Linked DNA regions of Mus musculus: region 1 is linked to region 2. The links are chromatin contacts, called in public Micro-C maps. All regions are on one chromosome and are shown on one strand. Each heading gives the region's core, a stretch centred on a gene start, on an enhancer-like site or on the middle of the called end of the contact. The rest is flanking DNA. Distances are from core to core; before and after follow the strand shown. Region 1 has its middle 59 kb from the start of 4930404H11Rik. Region 2 has its middle 34 kb from the start of 1700083H02Rik.

What was found. Hi-C and Micro-C count contacts between places; a contact is called where the count stands out from the background.
Region 1: a Micro-C map of muscle stem cells shows a contact between it and region 2, with 4 times the contacts expected there. The contact joins two enhancer-like sites. A contact is called at or near these places in 3 of 484 Hi-C or Micro-C datasets (the C2C12 cell line, adipose-derived mesenchymal stem cells and muscle stem cells) and 3 of 115 datasets of contacts at active chromatin or transcription factors (embryonic fibroblasts and embryonic stem cells).

Annotation. Positions count from the first base shown.
Region 1 is chr12:71,479,408-71,484,121 of GRCm38.p6, forward strand. No RefSeq gene overlaps it. Among named protein-coding and RNA genes, the nearest start is that of 4930404H11Rik, 59 kb to the right of the region's middle. Within about 2 kb of position 2,569, at least 54 of the 459 cell types and tissues checked have an H3K27ac peak or open chromatin away from gene starts, as enhancers often do. A contact at or near this core is called in the C2C12 cell line and muscle stem cells, where this site is marked.
Region 2 is chr12:71,415,613-71,420,555 of GRCm38.p6, forward strand. No RefSeq gene overlaps it. Among named protein-coding and RNA genes, the nearest start is that of 1700083H02Rik, 34 kb to the left of the region's middle. Within about 2 kb of position 1,544, at least 19 of the 459 cell types and tissues checked have an H3K27ac peak or open chromatin away from gene starts, as enhancers often do. A contact at or near this core is called in the C2C12 cell line and muscle stem cells, where this site is marked.

The sequences.
Region 1 (4,714 bases), core at 1,319-3,818, 65 kb after region 2:
GATTTGGACCATGCTGCTTTTCAGAACTGTTTTTGTTCTTGGGATAAAGTATGTCTGTACCATGTGTGTGTGTGTGTGTCTTCTTGAAGGTTAGTTAGAAGAATTGCCAGGAAGGCACACTGTTGTCAGATCAGCCAAGCCTAGCCTGGGCTACTGAGCAACACTACCCTGGAACATCGAACTGCGAGGGTGTCGCTGAAGGTTGTGGAAGACCACATTTTTCCCTGGGAGGGTTAAGTCCTAGACGACTGGCAGTTCACTGTGGGGAAGGTCAGAAGGGCTTTTCCCTCTGTCAGGATTTGAATATAAAGTGTTTCCCAGGAGCTCATGTTTTAAAGCTGGATCCCCTCCTGCTGGTGCTATTTTGGGAGGTCAGGACTGGGGACCTGGCTGGAGGAGGTGAGTCACACCTTTAAGGGAGATTCTGATTCCCAGGCCCTTCTTTGCTCTCTGTCCTCTATGAAGTGGACCGTCCTCCCTACCCTGCTCCCACTGCCATGCTCTGCCCAAGCACAGGGAACAAGAGACTGTCATCTGAAGCCTGTGAGACTGTAATTATGCCTTCTACCTCTCAACTGTTCTCTCGGATGCTTTGGTCATAGTACAAAAGTAGTTAATATCTTATGTGGGGGGTATGAGAAGGATAGAACTGAAGGCAGGGAATCAAGCTTGGCACCGAGCTGTATCCTAGGGACTGTCCTTTACAAGGGCTGCTGACCAGGCAAGCTCAGCATTGCTCTCATTTATATGCAGCGGCATCCTGCAGCTAGCTCCAAACCTGCAGCAAAGTCTTTTAAAGTCTCTTCTATCCATGCTTTGCAATGCTGACCAAGGAACTGAGTAAGTGTGGAGAGCTCTGTTCCTACCATCCTCTCTGCCACTTCTGCATATCCATGAGGGAAGCCATGCTGCTCATGACAAGGGGTGGGGGGTTCTCTGGGAACCACACAGATGGAAAAGTAGCCTGGTGAACAAGAGGATCAAGTAACGGGTGAGCTAAGATATCAGGCAAAGTACTATAGGATGAAGGGAGGCAGGGGCAGAGACTTATGGCAATCCTGTGCACCTGCCCCTTCCACTCTGAAGAACGTCTGGTGACTTTATGCCCTGGAGGATGCCATGGCTTGTGAACAAATGAATCAGAAGACCTCAGTTCTCCTCAGCTGAGTTGTGAAATGATGCTGACTTTCATAACATACACATCCAATTTCCAGCCGATACATTTACAAAAATGTTAGAGTAATGGTCAGTTTTATATACCAACTTGATTAGGCTGTACTATAAATACTTCATGAATCAAACAACAGTCTAGATTTTCCTGTGCTGCTATTTTTAGAAATGACTGATGCTTGCCATTAGTAGACTTTGAGTGAAGCAGATTATCTTCTACAACATGGGTGGGCCCATCCAATCAATGAAAGGCCTTAGAGCAAAGGCTGAGGCTTCCTCAAGGATCCATTCTGCTCCAAGAATACCACACACAAATCTGGCCTGAGAACCTCTCCTATCCCCCAGCCTGGCCTGTAGACTTCAATGTCAAGACCACACCATCGACTCTCACTGACTTCCTGGCCTCCCAGTTTGCTTTAGTGGTTTCTGACTTGCCAGCCCCATAATTATATGAGCCAACTTCTCAAAAATAAATATAACACGCACCCCTGTGTGTGTGTTTGTTTCTTTTTTTCTGATAAATCCTGACTAAGGCAGGCACTCTGAAAATGGATAACTGCTTAGTGTGTTCTACTAGAAATAGTCTCCATTCTAATAGAGTCAGCATTAATATTATTAAATTTTACCCAGAATTCACAACCATACACTGCCAAATCCCGTGTCTGGCTAGGAAAACACCTTAGTCCAAAGCCACTCGTTAGATATTCTGAAAGTACTGCCTACCTGCCTTCATCTCACGTCCTATCAGGATAGGGTGATGCCCAGACCTTTGTGTCATCTAAATTGTCTTGGTGCCATCAGTAACCATGGCTGTCTGTGGTAAGTAATGACACCCTCGCTCAGGGAAGCTCACGTGCTAATGGTGTGTGGCAGCTTTACAAACACTGTCTGTTTGAATTAGAGAGGCGAATTGTTCTGTGATTTGAAGATTCCTCAGTGAGTATCAGAGCCTTGGAGATGACGCTGTCCAGAAAGAATGTGTATGGCCACTATTGTGCCAATTTTATAATTCATCTTTTAATAATCTGTAACTGAAGAGCCGAGTGGAACTCATCAAACCCTGCCTTGTTTCTCACTGGGGAGCTTTTCTGTGTTTTGTTTTTGAGCCAAAGCTGAACGCAGCTGTTGGAGCTGTCACCAGGATTCTTGTTCACCCAAATATTGATAATAATGACTCCTGCTTCACATGGAAAGCATTTATTTAAATATTTGTAATGGAAAGACTGTTATTATTGATATTAGAGCTTTGCAGTGAGAATGTAATAACGTGGACATGACATTCATAAACCCGTGTTTGGAAGAAGCTGTACCCGCCTCCTGCGTGGCACACAGGGCCTTGAGCTGGTACTGTTGATCATCTGTTCTTCATAGAAATAGGGAGAAGTTATTACCAGGGAATAATTAAACCCACAGAAAGGGCCAAATGCTGGCAGGCTGCAACCATCCGCATCACCACACAACAGCCTGTTATGATCAGTGAAATCAAACTGCGGGGACTTTGCGTCTGAGGGGGTGGGGCGGTGTAATGAATATACCTTACTCTCTCCCTCCCCTGACTCGCCTGGATTACAGTAAAAAGCAAGCCCTCGCACGTTTTTTGTGCAAAAGGCTCTGGAGTGGAGTCTGGGTTCTATTCTCACTAGGAGTGACTGATGTGGCCTTGTGAGGGATGAAAGCTGTTTTGACTCTTCTTGCCAATACTTCACTGGAAGCCTTGTGCTAGTCAGAACCTATGGCTCTGTACTTCCTTCCTGTGTTTTTCTCTTTTCTGTTCTCTTAGCCTTTCATTGTTTGCCTGCCCTGGGTGGTCTTCTGTCTCCTGAATCAAACTCTCTTTGTTCTTTACGATGTGTTCTGATCAACGTGACTTTATTTTCAAGCCAATGTCTGATCACTTCCAAGGGAAGGGAGGAGCCTTTGTTAGGGTTGAGATGTCACACAAGGGCCTCACCAGGGACTTCAGCTTAGGCACAATGTGTAGACCTGAGGACATTCATTTTCCAGAACCCTAAGGAGATCTGGTGAGATCTGTCCCTTGGGAGGAAGAACTTTCATATCAAAGCTTTACCTGTGAGGGTGGAAGAGAGGCCCTGACTGGACTGATAGGAGACTTGAATCATTGTTTAGCTCCCTGAGGAGGGGGGTGGGAAGGAAGTTGGAAGTCGGAGGGAGTGACAAGAAGAAAAAAAAAGAGGAAAGGAGGGGCCAGAAGAGAGCAGGGGAAGGGAAGGCCTTGAGTAAAAACCAGGCCACCAAGCTGGGATAAATTGGTCTTCAGTGACACACTGTCCAGAGACTCACGTGCTAGACACAAACAGAGGGAGCCCTTCTCCAACAGGAGGATTTCAGTGACTGGGGCAACAGGGGGTGTATGTCTTCTGAGTGGTCCCCTAGCAATGCCTGGTGCCTATACTTCCTGAGCAGCAGTGCCCAGCTAGCTCAGGATGGTGATCCCAGGTATCCAGGGTCCCTTGGAGTATTCCAGAATGAATGCACGAGGCATATTAGCCCTTCTCTTACACACAAATTAGGTGATCCATCTTGGGTGTTCCGTGGGTATTCTGGCTTCTGGCTTTCCTATGGGACCCCTGCATCCTGGTCCAAGCTTGAAGCAGGAATGCAAGTAGTGTTAAGGTGAAGTGGAGCTGACGCATGCAACTTGAGCAGTTTTTCAATAGTCGACAGCCTGCTGGCCAGTGAGGAAGTTTCTTTTCAAGGAATCAACTTCTGTGATTTCCTGCTTCGGTGGAGTCACTGGAGAGAAAAACCAGAAGAATTTGGAGATACAGTATCTTGAAGACAGAAAAACACCAGATAGAGAAGAAAGTGCTGGGGGGAAAAACACCCATTGTGCTTAGTCAAGTTAGCCATTTAATGACAACACCTCTGTTCCATTTGTGACCTGTCTGATTCAGCCAATTAACGTCGTCTCAAGGGATACTTTTAATTTTGGGAGCCTTTGTTAAAAGCAATCCGAAAGCCCGAATAATCAGGGCTTACTGATAAGTTTCAGAGGACTATCTTCAGTTTGGAGGGACTGCCTGGGGTTCAGAGAGATGAATCATATAATTTCATAAGAATCCTTGATAATATAGTATGAAATTGTGCTCACATGCTCCGAAGTGTTTCTAAATAGCTGTGGCCACATCTTAGATACTCACTGTCTGAGAATGTATAATTTCAGGACTCAGAACAGGATGACAGAAAACCTCTGAGAGGTTTTGAAGGAAGCCGATGATCCCTGCCCACTTCAAAGTTGTGTAAGTTCCAAGGGGGCTGTCAGCTCTTGGACCCTCCCCTGCAGAGCCCCAGCCCCAGAGGCTCATGGTTCTTTCTACTTGGGACAATGGTGCCACACTGCACACAACACTCGATCCTTCCGGTCCTTTCCTCTCATGTACTGCAGTGAGTTGTGGGCCTGCTCTCTATGCTTGCTCCTTGTTTGCTCTATGTTTCCAGCAAAATTGCTAAGTGATAATTAAGACATTTGTTTAGAGCCCAGCAGTGGTGGCACACGCCTTTAGTCCCACCACTCAGGAAGCAG
Region 2 (4,943 bases), core at 294-2,793:
GTGTGTGTAGTCTCGTGGCCTGTTCCGGGGCACACATGTGGAGGTCAGAAGACAGCTTTCAGGGTGTGGTTCTTTCCTTATACCACATGTGGTTTGTAGACTGAATTCAGAGGTCATCAGCTTGGCAATGAATTTTTTTTATTTTCTAAGACATTTTTGTGACCTAGTTATTATATTTTAAAAGCTTTATGAAAAAAACAACAACTAAACAAAGTAATGTGAGAGAACTTGTGGTCCACTGTGGTGGTTTGAATGAGAATGGCCCATGGGCTCATTCATATAAATACTCATATAGTTGACTCCCAGTTGGTTGAACTGTTTGGGAAGGATTAAGAGAGAGAGCCTTGTTGGAGCAGGCACCTAGGTTGAACTTTGAGGTTTTAAAAGCCCATGCCATCCAGCTAGCTCTTTTTGCCTCATGTGTGTGGGTCAGTCAGGATGAAAGCTCTCGGTTCCAGCTCCAGTACCTGCCTGCTTCCCTGCTCCATACCACAATGGTCATAGATTCTCGGAAACTGTTAGCCCTAAGTAAATGTTTTCCTTTGTAAGGATCTTGGTCATGGTGTACTATCACAGCGTTAGAAAAGCCAACCACAAAACCTAAACTATTTACTCGCTTGCTCCTTATAGGACGAGGCTACCGATCCCCATTCAAGAAATAAGCACACCATCCTCACTATCGACTCCCACGACCTGCGCTGTCATCAAACTGTCATTTAACAACCCGTTTGAAAGTCCTAGGTCACCTCCTGAATTTTGTGTTATTTTCCTTTGCACACTTAATAACATATACATATAAAATATTATTTATTTCATTTCCTCCTGCTCTTCAAAAATGGAGTGATACTCTGGTTTTTCTGCCATAGACATTATCATCTCAGGATCATGTGGCTTTCATCTGCTACACTTCCCCTGCAGTTAGACATGGTGTGTGTGGGGTTCCTGTTGTTACACGTGTTTGTTAATACTTCTTATTTTCAAACTCAAGTTTTGGATAATCTGGTGATGATGGAAAAGATTTAAAAAAAAAACCCACACTTTAAAATACCACTTATATATTTATTCTGCGACAGTTACCGGATTCAATTAATTTAACTTCTCCCATCATTTAAATCTTAATCACAATGCTGATAGGAGGATGTTATAACTCTCACGGAGGTTAATTAACACACCAAAGGTCATAATGCTAATAAATGGCAGAATATAGATTTGAACCAAGATTTAACTCTCAGCCCATGTCATTAATTCTTCCTGCTTATCCAAAGATGTTTTGAGGAAGATAACTTGAGGCGGGGGTTGAACTATGAAGAAAACGTGAAACTGTTAAGACGTCCTGATTAACTAAAATGTTAACAATAAGAAAGACAATATGATTTAAAGTTTTCAGCTAATGTAGGGAAACTCTCTCTCTCTCTCTCTCTCTTGACTAAGCAACTGAAAAAAAAAGTTAGTTCCAGAAGTTAAAACCCTAAGCAAGCAGCTAGAGGTGACCTCATGGGACACAGAAGCTGAGGATTTGTTCATTTTGTGTGAATCAGAGCCACATTGCAGCTTTTGTGGTTGGAATACCTCATGAGGCAGGCATGAGAATATTCTTGCCGGGACAGATTTTAGACGGTGTTTCCCACAGACCAGAAGTCAGGGCCTCACTGGTTACTGTTCTCTCTGCTGTCTTTCTCCCTCAGTGAAAAGTGACACAGTTGCATAGATCAGCCTGTCACACACACACACACACACACACACACACACACACACACACAAACACGTTGTACATACATGTACCACAAGTACTATACATATACACACCACACACACTACCTACACACTCTGCACTTATGAACACATTCATAAGTCTCTCTCTCTTTCTCTCTCTCTCATACACACGATATATATGTATGTATGTTATATATATACATATATATATAAAACAAATACACACATACTATACATACATAGTACATATTCACTATGCACACATGAACATATACATTCTATGCATACACATAGACACATACCAAGTTTTGACTTAACATGGTAATTATATACTCTTTAAGCTTAAAAATCTCATGCAGAATGCTATTTAGGACCTATTAATGTGTATGTGGCTTAAAACATGACAGAACTAAAAAGGAGGAAGCGTAGTCTTGAGGCCGAGTCACCATCTTCTTGGTTGTGGGGCCTGCTTTGGAGGTGCTGTGCTTGGGCCTGACAGCTCTCCTCTCCTGTGTGGTTTGTAGTCTGCATACTTCCTGCAAATGGATTTTCAGTTGGGGTGACCTTTGATGGTGACCATATGACATGGAGTCAGGGAGGAGAGTACAGATGTCTCTGGTAGAGGTGGTAATGCCAGCAAAGTGTGAACACATGTCTACTTTAAGTCTGAGCCAGCAGTCACCCCAAACGATGCACAGGATATTAAGATTGTTAAAGTTACCTTGATTGGACCATCAACAGGAACTGAACCATTTGTTCTACCCAGCCTGAGAAAAATGTCTGCCAAGCTTTTTTAAGATCTTAAAGGAAATTCCTCTTTTTGGGAATGCCAATGCAGACGGGTAAAGGGATGCTGTCATACTTTTTGCTGAATGAGAAATGTGGCCCACATGACCCGCCCCTGCATCATTTCATTACTGTAAGGTTTTGACTTCTTCAGTCTGTGACAGCTCCTAGCTCCAGCTTCCTCTTCATGCTTCCAGAGACGCTGGAAACAAAACACTACGTTCTCTGGAGGCCTCACTGCATGGAGTCTGGAGGACAGGGGATTTGAGTCAGAGCCAGGACCTTCAAGAACATCCTGAGAAGACCTTCTGGATAATGTGTTCCAAAGGGGTTGGACTGGGGGCGGTACGTCAGAGTCCAAACGCAGCTGACAGTGATTTCAAAAGCTGGCTCTTGATTTTAAAGTTCCCTCTTTGGGTTTCTCTGCCTCTGTCCTTTCTCCTCCCCTCCCCCCCCCCAAAAGCTCCGAGTGATTCATTTGTCTTTGCTCTTACGTGAAGTCCCATTATGCTCAACTAGCACACAGCATCAATTAAAGACATGGCAGCTAATACCAAGAAAAGCATTTGGCCAGTTTGAGTTTCTCTAAAGTGTACTTTTAGACACACGGATGGAATAGTAAAATGTTAGCTAACATCTAATTTATTAACAGAGGTGCACAACATACCTTAAATAATATATTAATATAGAAATATTACTGTTTCCAATCTTCAGCTTCCTGGAAAGATGTTATGTAATTCTTTTGTGTGTGTTTCTTTCCTAACTTATGGTTGAGTCACCTCATACTGACCTGTGGGGTCATCATCATTCCTACGTCTGGGCTGCTGGAGAAACAGTAGTTTTGAACCCCGTTAAATATGACCACTAAAACTGCTGTGTCAGGTTACATGTCCCTCACAGACTTGCTTTTTTTGGTTCGTTCTTTGACACAGTTAGTACAATGTGTTTTGATCATATTTATGGCTTCCTCCAACTCCTTCCAGAACCACCTCCCGTTCCCCTACCCACAGACTGTCCCGTTCTCGCTCTCTTTATACTCTCATCAAGTCCGATTTGTGCTGCCCAGGAATGTGTGGCACCCACTGGAGTGCAATCAGTTTAGTAGGGGCCACACTCTTAAAGCAAACTGAGCTTCCCTCTTCAATCAGCTATCAGATACTAAGAGCTTCTAGGCTAGGGGAGGGACTTCATGCCTACCTCCCTTCTCCCTGCCGGGGTTTGGTTGGGCTCCAGCTTGCACAGGTCCTGTGTGTGATGTGATAGCTGCGATGCACTCATTTACATGACTGCCCTGCACTGAGTACAGTGTTCCCTTGTGCTCATCCCCCAACTCTGGATTTTATATTCTTTCTGCCGTTCTTTTGCAATGATTCTAAACCTTGGGAGGAGGGGTGTAGAACATATGTTCCATTTAGGATAGAGAATTCTGGAATCTTTTATTCTGTGCACCTTAACCAACTATGAGTCTGTGATCACTGTCATCTTCTGAAAAAAGGAAGTTTATCTGATGGGAGTTGAGAGATATATCAGGAGTCACTTTAATAAATAAGTCATTAGGAGTCAATTTAATACTATCTCCATTTAGCAGATAGTATTATTAGTAGAGTCTCCCCTAGGGCCTCTGACTTGTCTAGCCGCAGTTCTTGGCTGGACAATGGGTCCAGGTATGGGTTTCATCTCCACATGATGTTTTTGTCACTATTGTGCTAGTGGGCATGTCTTGGTAAACCAGTCACTATTGTATACTGCAGTGTCCACAGATGTGTAATACTAATGAAGGTGTCCATCACATCTTCATGTACCATGAAAGCTATTCAGTAGCGATGAAGCTTCCACGTCAGGACTAGCGTGATATCTCCATGTTCTATGACTCAAGCATGTGTTGTCTACAGCAACGGGGTTTTTATCATTAAGTTCTTGAGGGTAACTGTCTTAGTCAGGGTTTCTATTCCTGCACAAACATCATGACCAAGAAGCAAGTTGAGGAGGAAAGGGTTTATTCGGCTTACACTTCCACATTGCTGTTGATCACCAAAGGATGTCAGGACTGGAACTCAAACAGGTCAGGAAGCAGCAGCTGATGCAGAGGCCATGGAGGGATGTTACTTACTGGCTTGCTCAGCCTGCTCTCTTATAGAACTAAGACTACCAGCGCAGAGATGGCACCACCCACAAGGGGCCTTTCCCCCCTTGACCACTAATTGAGAAAATGCCTTACAGTTGGATCTCATGGAGGCATTTCCTCAACTGAAGCTCCTTTCTCTGTGATAACTCCAGCTGTGTCAAGTTGACACAAAACTAGCCAGTACAGTAACCGTTGGCATCAGCAATATCCCGTAATGTTTGGGTATCCATGGCGTCTCACTGCAGAGTAGTGTGGAAGCCCCTCAGAAAGCTAGCAATAGAAGTACCACACGATCCAGGTGTGTCACAGCTGGGTACTT